2 separate regions of the Arachis hypogaea genome follow, and region 1 is linked to region 2. Evidence: chromatin contacts called from public Hi-C data. All regions are on one chromosome and are shown on one strand. Each heading gives the region's core, a stretch centred on a gene start, on an enhancer-like site or on the middle of the called end of the contact. The rest is flanking DNA. Distances are from core to core; before and after follow the strand shown. Region 1 holds the start of LOC112801559. Region 2 holds the start of LOC112801558.

Region 1 (6,082 bases), core at 3,205-5,704, 580 kb after region 2:
TCTTCGAACTTGTTTCTTAGGTAAAGGCTTGATTCTAATTTTACGCTCATCTATGACAGTCTCTCCATTCTCATCCCCAACATCTGCAGGAAGCTTTAACAAAGCTACCTCCTCCTCATGTTTATCCCGTGGAAAGTAAAGTGGAAGTAACCTAAGTAGAAACAAAATAAAGGTAAGAACAAATAAGTAACATAACACCCAATATAGAAACCCAAATAGACATTTCCACAAACTTTTGGGAAGTTTATGCCGCTCAAAATAAGTTAGGTATCAACAATAGAGAAACAAAGAACCTCTTATATATCTCGGTATCTAGTGTACTGGTAGTACAAAATACAACAGCAATTATGTTGTCTTTCTGCTTCTCAAGAAACCGTCTAACAGTCCCTGGCACAAGAAGAAAGCTATAATATAACGATACCAGGTTATCAACATTGAAAATCATATATTATAGGACATAGGTTCACCATGGCATGATTAAATAAGTAGAAGGTTTTCAAAACTGTGTACAATAGTGCAATCAAGCATAAATTAGGTTCTGAAAATGCATTTTATTAGATGGAAAGTTAAAATAAAATTAAGCAAACAACAATAAATTGATCGGCAACTTCATGAGGTAGGAGCTTCTTTTGTTTTGGGGGGCAGGGGGTAGGGAAGTGGGGTAAACTATGCCTATACTATATATGCTATTTTTCAGGTTATTGCCAGCAAAACCTGTTATTTTGATGTTAAATATCCAAGAAAAGTAAGGAACCACACTTTAAAATAAAAAAGTAATCTCATACTACTTGGTTTGAAAATTTAGATACCCCAGAGTACCTTAAGTCCCTAAAATAGTATGGAACAAGAATCCAAAATCATACAAAAACAGTAAATTTACAAGAAAACAACTTACTTATAGCTACATGTGCAGCCGGTTCACGAGGATAATTCTTTGCCTCTGTATAAATACAGCTGAAAGCAATGCTGATATATGGCATAGAAGAAGCAAGTTTTAGATCATTGAAGTAACATTGGAGGTTCCATAGTTCCATACTAATAACTATTTCTAGAAAAATTGTGTTAAGTATCGAAGTGAAATGGAAAACCACACTTTAACAGCTAGCTATTAAGGAGGAAGAACTACTTAATGATAACATCAAGCATCCATACTCCCAATATTTGCTATTTAGTATTCACTTTAATCCAACGCATAGGTAACCCTTTTTATGGTGCTAACAACCCAAGCTTTAATACCATTGTCAAATACCTAAGTAAAATGAAAAATCACACCTTAAAAGCTAGCTATTAAAGGAGAAGAACCACTCTTCTTAAATACAACATCAAGAATTCCATACTAGTCGATGTGAGACTTTAGGCAACCCATAATACCAAAGTCCCTAACAAATTGACATAAAATTTGAAACTAAAACCTTTGAAGGCCATTTTCAATTAGAACCTCCAAGCAAGACCGATAGCAATGACTTAAAGCATTTTCGGCAGCAGTGTGGTACTTCACAGCATACTTTGGTCCAACAGTATGAATAACTTTTCTGCGAGAAATTAATAAAAGGCATAAAACAACATATGGATGGAAACTTAATTTTGTGCAAGAGACTGCAGTAGTGCAGTATGATGTATTCATATAAGGAAGAAATATAAATTTATGAAAAAACAGTAGAATATATTGAAATAACTTGTGCAGATTAACAAATGATTAACCGTCTCCAAACAAAACACATAAGAAGAAAATATTGCTAACTAACATTGCTCTAATTTTACTTAACAAGTGATTGTCAGAGGCTAATACACAAACCTTGCAGGAAGGTTATATGCACAGGTAGCTTTAGCCATCCCCGTTCGGCATCCACCCTATCAAGAATAAAGACGTGCAATATCAATCCATAAAGATGTTAAGGCACTATAGTAACAACACTTAATACTGATGCAATGCTTACATCTTAGCCATTCTTCCTACCAAACTCCTGGCTCAAACAACAATAACAACAAGAGGCTTTTCTCGTATGAATCAACAATGACATTTTGTTTTTTCAAAAACCAAGTTTTCAAAATTGGCACTTAAAACTGAGTCCTTCATATTTTTTTCACTTCTTAGGGATCTTCTTGGTCTTCTCTACCTCTAAATGTTCTGCACTTTCTATCATGCCTAAATGGCTTCTATTGGACTTTTTTGAATGTCTTAACCATCTTAGGCATGAATCTACTTTTCAAATCTCAAACGGTGTCAATCCTACTTCTTGTCTAAGTAGTCATTCTGAATTGCACTTTATCTTTAGGATTCCTCATCCACTACAACCATACTCATATGTTCAACACATTTATTTGATCACTACAATTATAAGCTCAAATGTCATCAACAATGACCACATGACAAAATAGTTTTGCAAAGTAATTAATGTGATCTATACCAAAGTTGCGCACTCTTCTGCAAGACCAGGTCCAGCTGCAGCATGCAGCCCAGCGCTGCTATGTGCTTCATCCATGACCTGTGTTAAAGAATGAAACCAGGTGAAGAAACTAATTGTAATATAGATTCCTCATATTTACTAGAGGTCTTATAATATCATTATAATATTGCATAATTATAATGGTCTATGGTTTAGGATAGACAATGTGAAGAAAACTTGAGATCACTTATATTCAACTAAATTCCCTTGGCCACAAGTAAATACAAGTAACAAGTTAACTATTGTTAATGGAAAATAGAAATTAGCATTTGGTTATGTTTATTGGATAAAGGGCACGACGTAAGGTACCATTATTTATCAGCAATAGAATCATCACTAACCTAGAATTCTACTTCATTGAAAACCAAAAAGAGAGCAAGCGCCTCTATAAATAAGCATAAGTTCCTTCTCAAGCCCTTATTGTCCTATTTTGAACTGCACAAATTGTTGTCAAAAGAAAAAGACAGCACAAGATGGTACCTCGGGCATTGCAAAATAACCAAGAACTAAACCTTATTCCACTGGGTATCATCAACTATATGGTAATGAAGCTATAGTATCCTAACGTAAATCATGTTCATCTTTAAAGCCATTTTTCCCCTTGATTTTTTTCTACCTCTAGTTGCTAAATTGCTCTCCACCTAATCTATTATCCTTACCGTATATTCTAGCAGTCTTCTCTAGACATGTCCAACCCAATTTATATGAGATTGTATCCTTATTTTGGTTTCACCATAATAAGGACAATTTTATTTTTAATCATTCCTTCCTAATTTTATCTTACCTAGTTGCCAAATTTTATAATTACCCTCATAAACAATGTTAAACACTTTTATTGTAACACTAAATAAAACAATAATGACAATGATAACAAATAACAATAAACAAGAAATCATATCTCACCTCATTTGTTGAATTGACCACAGCATCCACCTCAAGGTTCCACGGATTTCCCCTCCACAAGTATATCTTCAAATTAACTTCATTGTCAACAGGAAACCTCGACACAGAGCCAATGCCACCACTGTCGGCTTCTGATTGGGAAGTCAAAGGATCGGGAAAGTACGGATTAGAAAATGATGAATCTCCATTATCATCATGTCCCACAGATTGCTCAGCATCAATCCACCGCGGAATTTGATCCAGAGTCACAACGGAGATCCCAGTTTCATTAGGAAATCCAACCTCAGGTGTGGCTGAATGAGCCACAGGCACATACATTGTAGGCACTTCTATAAATAGCACCAATCACACTATTCAGTTTTATATTTTGTCTGTCATTGCCACAACCACCCCACACAATCACAAACTCAACTATGCAATCACCATAATCATAATCAACAGTAATAACTCTACTTCCAAATTCGAACAAATATGAGATTCTAAAATAAAATTTCAATCATTCTCCTTCCAAATTTAAACAATGATATCTAAGATAATTCAAGTGTAATTCAATTCTTCAATTATTATGTTTTGGCATCCAACGAAAAAAAGCACAAAAGAAAAAAATAGCACAAATTCATAATTTAAATTTGTATGAAATGGTAAAAATCTAATTTGAGAATAGTTTTATCTCGCAATCCCTTTGAACTGCATGTGAAAAATTCAGAAGACAAGAATGGAAAACCTTAATTGGATGACAGAAAGCATGAAATACCTGGAATTATAATCTAGAGTCAGAAAAGAAAGTGTTTTTTTCTTCTTTCTCCTCAAAGTTAGTTTTGCTGGGATCAAATGAGAAACGCAAACTATTTTTCTAATTTGTGTATTTACGTATAGTTAAAATTAAAATAGAATGCAAATTTTTTAATTTATTTTTGGATAATTAATAAAAGAAAAAATTAAGAGTATATAGCTTTTTGTATTCACTATTTATCAGCGGCTTGCGGATGACGATGGGTCGTAAGTTTTTTGAAATTGAGACGAAAATTGTAAAGAAGTCTTGAGGTGCTAATCATTTAACCAACATCGTCGTTGCTAATTAACTGACATTTGTACAGAAATTAACACTTTTTTATATTGGGTTGTTCTATCATTTATTTAGATTCATCTGTACCATATCGTTATATTATATGACACGTGGATAGTTGTCTCCCTTTAAGAGTTTGTTTGGGATTTTTTTAATGATTTTTTTTAAAATAAAAATAATTTTATATTTAAATATTTTATATAAAATTATTTTTTGTTTATTTATTATATTAAAATGCCTTTTTTTAATTAATTTTTTATAAAAAATACAAATTATAATTTTTATAAGATATTTTTTATTTTTATTATTTTAATTTTTATCACTAAAATTTTGTCCGCTAAAAAATAAAAAAAATTATTTTTTAATAAAAAAGATTTTTCTTAACAACAACTTGTCTTAAAAGCATCTAAATAAGTATTAAAAAATATGTTTTAGAGAAACAACTTCAAAGATTAGCATGTGGGTTTGTTTTTTCTTGGAAATTAATAAAATAATTTTATTTTTAAAAAGTTAGTCAATTAGTTAGTTTAAATGTGTCTTTTAAAAAGTTAGTTAAGGTGAAAGAAACTGAATTCAGTTTATTTTATTTTATTTTATTAGAGTGTAGTTAGATGGAGCAACAGTTATTGAAAAATGAGCATACGCTTTATAAATTGGATCAGGCTAAATACATTGCAGGCAGACTTGATCTAGTGGTACACTTCTTTTATCACTCTTGTTTATTATATTGTAATAACATGTGAATTTGTAATTTTATGTGTTCACCGTTTTTTTAACTTGTTTATTTTATTTGGTAGGCGCCTTAAATCTTGTGCACCAGACGGAATTTGATGAGACGCCTGCCTTAGCAGATTAGGTCATATCTCAGATGAGCTGGGTCTCAGCATGTGGCATACATAGTGGAGTTTGAGCGTGATTGACCATTGGCGTCAGCGTTGATAGAGAGATGGAGACCTGAATCCCATATGTTTCATCTGCCATGCGAGGAGATGACTATCACCCTACAGGACATGGCGTACCAATCGGAACTCAGAATCAAGAGTGATCCTTTTAGTGGCTGCATTGGTAGGTGGGAGCAGCACCATGATGGACGGTCCATTGAGGACTTCTGCCTGTAGCTACTGGTACTGTTCCGAGCCCCAAAGCTCGAACGAGGACAGCGAGATGTCAAACCTTCTGCATTAGGCATATAAGGATGTCTCGATGCGAGGTCTCATGGACGATGTCCTGGTCCACGTGGTGGTAGGCGAGGTCATGGCCAGCAGGATAGTTTAGAGTTTTACGCATATAAATGTATAATGTACAACAGTTAGTTTTGATAACATATTAATTTTGTTATAATTAATATTATTGTTTTAAAGTTCAATCATATATTCCATTTTCAAGTTATCAAATGAAGTGAATTACATAGTACAATGATACGAGAAAAATTGCCAGTAAAGAATTTCTCAATGAAATCTTGTTGTAAGTATAGTTCTAAACCAGCAAACAATCTTCAATCAAGATTTAATTTGTTTGTCACAAGTACAAACTCCAATAAAAATAATCGAAGTATTTAAACCTCGGGTCGTCTCTCAAGGAATTATAGGGAAGTGTACATGTTATTGGTTATGGGTTGTAGATTTTTGGGATTTTGGAATAAGAGACAAGAAATGTAAAGGATAAG
Region 2 (5,785 bases), core at 1,567-4,066:
TGTTAATATTGAAAAACAAAGTGCTTAGGGCCACGGCTAGAACTCTAAAAAACTGTGTTCAAGAATAAAAAAGAAATTAACTAGGAGAATCAATAATATCATCTGGATGTTAAGTTTCTAAGGATGCCAACATCTCTAAGATTCAATGGATAGTGAGATGCCAAAACTATTCAGAAGCAAAAAGCTTCTAAGTCTCGCTCATCTAATTAAAACTGAGCTTTATTGGGAACTTTGAAATTTATTTGTATCTTAATTTTCTTTTTATCCTACTGTGTTTTTAATTGCTTGGGGACAAGCAATAGTTTAAATTTGTTGTTGTGATGAGCGGATATTTTCTACGCTTTTGGACATTATTTTCATATAGTTTTTAGTGTGTTTTGTTTAGTTTCGAGTATAATTTTGACTATTTTTCCATAAAATAATATATTGACAAAGTCTATGTCAAGGTTGAGCTGATTTATGATTTGTATGATTAATGCTATTTTCTTCACGTTTATATGAATCTCTAGCAATATTATATAAGATATATCTGCTTTTATGAAATATATATATATATATATATATATATATATATATATATATATATATATATATATATATATATATATATATATATATATATTTGTTTATGTACCTTATTTACTCATGTAAATACTTAACGTTATATAAATCTATTTATAATGAGTGTGACAGATTCTATATTATATAACTAAATAAAGAGTTTAAAATCTTATGTGTTGATTAATAAGTAACATCCAACAAATACCATTTGTCATGACTAGGGATGGCAAGTGGGGAAGTCCGTCCCGTTCCGCTCCGTCCCGTCAGAAGCCCGCCTCGTCCTGCCTAATTAGGCGGTCTTAGAATCCTAGTCCGTCCCGCTTAACTGCGGGCTGGCGGGTTGGCGGGCTAAATCCGCCAAAGCTCCTCTTTTTTTTTTGACTATTAACTACTAAGTAATATATATAATTTCACAACCATATTAATAAATTTATAATTTCTAATGGCATAAAAAATTATATTTTTTATATTCACAAACATTAAAGTCTTTGTAATTATAAATATCTAATAAATATAATTATAAACCAAATTTTCATTCAAAATATAAGTATAAATATTCTCTCCAAAGCAAAATAAACATAATCCAAAACATAATTATAAATATTGTCTCCAAAATAACATAAAGATAATTCAAAACACTCAATTTTTATCTTCATACTCTTGGGGAGTGGATCCTCTCCAGTGAGAAAAAAACTGGATGATATCCAGTGTTCAATCTAACCATTCATTGCACTCTCTCTCTTATTTATTTCTGGGCCCACTCATAGAATCAAAGGTGATAGATCACACTGGATTCTATCAATTGTTAAAAAAACTGGAGAGGATCTTTTTCCATACTCTTGTAGGTTAGGTTGGGGGAAGTTAGGTTTTAGGAAAAAAATTGCAAAAATACCATCTCACTAAAAAAAACCTTAGCTCGGCGGAGAAGCCCGCCCCGCCAAAGCCCGTCAAAACTCGCGGTTTAAGCGGTGCGGGTTAGACGGGCTTTTGCTATTTGGCGGTCCCGATTTTCCAGCCCAGCCCGTTTTTTTTGGCGGGTTACGCGGGCCGGCCCGACGGATTTAGACCCGTTTGCCACTCCTAGTCATGACATACTAAAAATTAAATTATATAACTAGATAAGACTTAATTGATTTAAACTTTATGAAATAAAATAATACTTTATAACTGATGATAAATGTCACTATGGGACCAATATATTTCTATAAAGGTAATTGAATTTTTTATTTATATAGTATATAGTGGTCAAACAGTGGTGTTGAATAATTTTTTTTAAGTGGTTAACATATATATGACTTAATACTTTGAAAGACTCATGTAAATTAGTAGTATTTATTTGATATTGACAAAAAAAAGTTAAATAATAAGAAATTTTCGATTTCAGTTGGTCAACTCGAACTAAGTTCAAAAAATTAGCTATCATTCATTTTAAAAAATTTAGTTTTAATATATTCACGTCATATATATATATATTAAAAATTTTATACGTTTACCAATATTGACAATCGAATATATAGTGTCTTTTTCCACTTCAAGTAGTCTTTAACAAGTATCTTAATAATATTTGCTAGCAAAATCTTAAATTAAATTCAATTAATAATAATAATAAGAAGAATAAGAAGAATATTTATTGTAGGATTTTCCGTTACATATAAAAGTAGAAATTGATATCTGAGTGGCGAAAAGTAGGAAAGTGTAAAGAATCTAGAAATGACCAATTAATTGTTTGTGATATCCTGGAAAAGCACATAATATATATTCCATACTTTTTGATTAATTTTATGCATTATTATAGTAAAATGTTTTACGGAAATATTTGATCATATATTATTATATAAAAAATGATTATTCTTTAAAAACTATCTAAACGAATTATATGATAATCTATATTGTGAGTGTGTCAAATTTATTTTCATTTTCTTTTTCATAAGGTATATTATTACTATTTAAAAAAATTAAAGGAGAAATAACAAATTATATAGACACAAACAATTACTTGTTGACATATATTATTTGATATGTATGAAAATTTTAATTATATTACATTGAAAAATAATTATTTTATTATAATAAACTTAATTATTTGCGTAATTCTATTTATTTGTTAGAAAATATAATTAATACATATAAATATAATTCATATTTTGTGTTTATGAAATCTTTGCAAGGATAAAAATAGAGGCATAGAGAGAGAAAGAGAGAGGAGCGATAATAAAAAGCAGAGAATAAAAGGAGACCGGATGTTGACAAATTTCATGTCACTGTTCTTAGAAGGTCGTTTGTTTGGGTGAAGATTTCTTATCTGGGATCTCTCTCACTTCGCTCTCTTCCAAAAAAACCTCTTTCTCTCTCTAAAACCCCAAACAAAATTAAAAACTACAAAAAAGAAATAAAATAAACCACCAATTTTGTTTTCTTTTCTTCCTATTTCTTTCTCCTCTCTTTGTGTGTATTAGTGCAAGAGAGAGGGGGTAGTGGCTGGCACATTAGATCGAAATCTTCTTCTAACGGATTACGATCTAAGCTACTTCTTCAATGGTGTTGAAGCCGCAACCCCACTTTCTTATTTTTGTCTCATGATTCTTTTATCATTATTATTATTTTCTTTTAGTTTTAGTTACCCTTTTGGCTTCAACTACTGCTGATTCTAAAGGGGTCCTGAATTTCTTTTTTGGGTTCTTTGATGGTGTTGGTGCCTTAATAGTAGAAAAATTCCTTGTGGGGTTTCTTAAGAGGAGGTGATTAGAGGATGTGGGTTTGAGGTAATTTACTCATATACTCTCTCAAATTCTTTAGTTTTAATTAATTTATTTATTCGGTTTTTTTCTCACTCCATTATTTTATTTTATTTTATTTTTTTGTGAGAATTTTGATTTTAGTACTTTGTACATAGTTTTGTTTTGACTAGGATGAGTAATTCTTTTGGTACCTGTTGTTTGAGCGATTCTTCCAGTGAACCTTATAACATAGCTCTATATTCTTCTTCTTCTTCTTCTTCTTCTTGTTATTATTTTAATTTTACTTTGAATTTTGTGGATTGGAATGTTCTGATTATTGTTGCGTGGGTTTGTATGATTGTTGTATTCGATGTTCTTATTTTAATTTTGCCATTTCATTTGATTTCTTTTTTTATTCCTTGGATTGTTTTTTAACTCTAAATTGAAGTGAAGAACCTTAGTTCCCCCAAATTATGGATGAATTTTATGGTGTGCCTGGTTTTGTAACTGCTCCATTACAATGGAGATTTCTCATTTCAATGATGAGCCTATGATGTGTAATGGGAATTCTTGGTGCGTGTGATTACTTGGCCAAGTTCGGGGTTTAACTCATTTTGAACAGCACGGATATAAACTTGCACTACCTATTCTCTTTTGTCTGTCGTTGTCACTCCGATTCATTAACTCGAAGATTTTTGTCCGTCAAAAAGTGACTGGCAAACAAAAGGGAATGGAGGGAGTGTTATAAAAGCTCATCTAGTTTGCGTAGATTTGTTAGTATCACTTGTGGTTTTTCTGATTTATTACTATTTTTTCAGCTTCTTGTTATGGTTGGGGGTAATGGATAAATTTCTAGACGTTGTATGCGATTATTTTAAATGTGATTCAACGGCTGTGGTTATTACCATTTGCATTCTGCAAGTCAATGGCATACAAGTGGCATATTTTGAAGTGCCCTAATTTATAGCCGATATTTATGGTTCAAATTAAAGTTTTTCAACACAATTCTTTGAATACACGATTGGCATTTGTTCAATATTTAGGCTTGGTTTGGTAAAGCTTTTCGAAGAGGTGTTTGCGCTTTTTATCTCGTTTTGTGTTTGGTAAATCAAAAAGTTCATGTGTTTATGCTTGTAGCTTTTAAAAGGTAGGAGTGCTTTTAAAAGCACCTAAGGGGGATCTTTTCAAAGTTGGTTTGTGCTTATCAAAATTAAAGTCTTTAACTCTTACCTTTATGTCTATTATAGTATTTTTTTTTAATTTTAAAAATTATTTTACCAAACGCAATTGTTGTTGCTTGTGCTTATTGAAAGCCATTTTCAATTTGATTTACCAAACACAAATGCTACAACTTTTAAAAAGCCATTTTTTAAAAGCTAGCTTTTATAAGCTACTTTTGAAAAATAAAATCTTTACCAAACTAAGCCTTAATGTTATGAAGCGTTTCCAACACGGATAATGTAAGGTTGTTTCATTTTTCTGATGTTGCATTAGTATAGGCTTTAGAGACTAGTACTGTGTCTATAGCATGCTGTCCTAAGTTGGAGCTAACTTGGGATGCATTGGACTTCAATCAACAATTCCCTGATGTTACTGCTTCTTTTGGTAGTACAGTGTATCTGTGCCCTATTACAATTAGAATCAGTTGTGTATGCTACAATTTTCTGATACTTCTGAAATCTGGAGTTGTTAATTTTTACAGGTAGTTTATGTAGTTGTGATTTCTAAATTAAATATATGATGATTCATAGGATGTGCTGTCTCTCCTTTCCACCTTGCTCACAACTTTTTTCAGTACATATGATATTATTCACACACCATAAGGAGCATTGGGTTAAGTTTCTCAAGAGCTTGTGGTGTTGCACACTTTTTCTTCTTGTCTGTGTCTCAAATGCAATGAATGTGATGTTTTATATTTATTCATAAATTAACATGCTTGATAAGATGAAATTAGCCTCAGCTATGACTCTATGAGCAGGTTGTTGCCTATTTGCTTGCTCTAGAAAGCTAGCAATCAGTTTATCGTTGTTCCTAATTACATGGCTTCTGTTTTAGTTGAAGAAAATCCACATTTACTTTCAGGATTAAAGTTGATATATACCATCCACATTCATATTCTATTTGCTCATAACATCCACATTTGTGGATACTCGAGGCCTCTAAATTCATGATACTGAAGGCCTTAAGTATCGGTGAATTGATATTGCATGCAACCACATTGTATGTTTCGTGTTCTCAGTTTGTCTTTGGTACATTTGTAATTTGTTATCTGGTTGCTTTTTTGAACTTGTGTCTGTGGTTAGATGCAAAGCAGCATTAGTAAATGTTACTATTAATGCTAATGTGATAAACACTTGCATATCTTTTTCATTATTACCAGGAATGGGAACCAAAGTCCAGAAATTTTCAGGGTATTACTCAATGAGAGATCTTAATGAGGAATCTAGTAGTTGTGGTTGGCCCCTTTTATATGGAGAGAATAAAGCACTGACAAATGGGCAGTATTA

The links. A called contact is a pair of places that touch in the nucleus more often than the background predicts.
Region 1: a contact with region 2 is called in a Hi-C map of leaf, with 4 times the contacts expected there. The contact joins the promoter of LOC112801559 here to the promoter of LOC112801558 in region 2. A contact is called at or near these places in 2 of 8 Hi-C or Micro-C datasets (both in leaf).

The regions. Positions count from the first base shown.
Region 1 is chr5:47,423,773-47,429,854 of arahy.Tifrunner.gnm2.J5K5, forward strand. LOC112801559 reads right to left here and starts at 4,455. Exons shown (of 15, transcript XM_025844370.3): 1 at 4,105-4,455; 2 at 3,351-3,679; 3 at 2,409-2,486; 4 at 1,796-1,851; 5 at 1,413-1,532; 6 at 896-966; 7 at 294-387; 8 at 1-151. The coding sequence starts at 3,668.
Region 2 is chr5:46,847,339-46,853,123 of arahy.Tifrunner.gnm2.J5K5, forward strand. It overlaps LOC112801558, which reads left to right and starts at 2,817. Exons shown (of 5, transcript XM_025844364.3): 1 at 2,817-3,323; 2 at 5,659-5,785. The coding sequence starts at 5,661.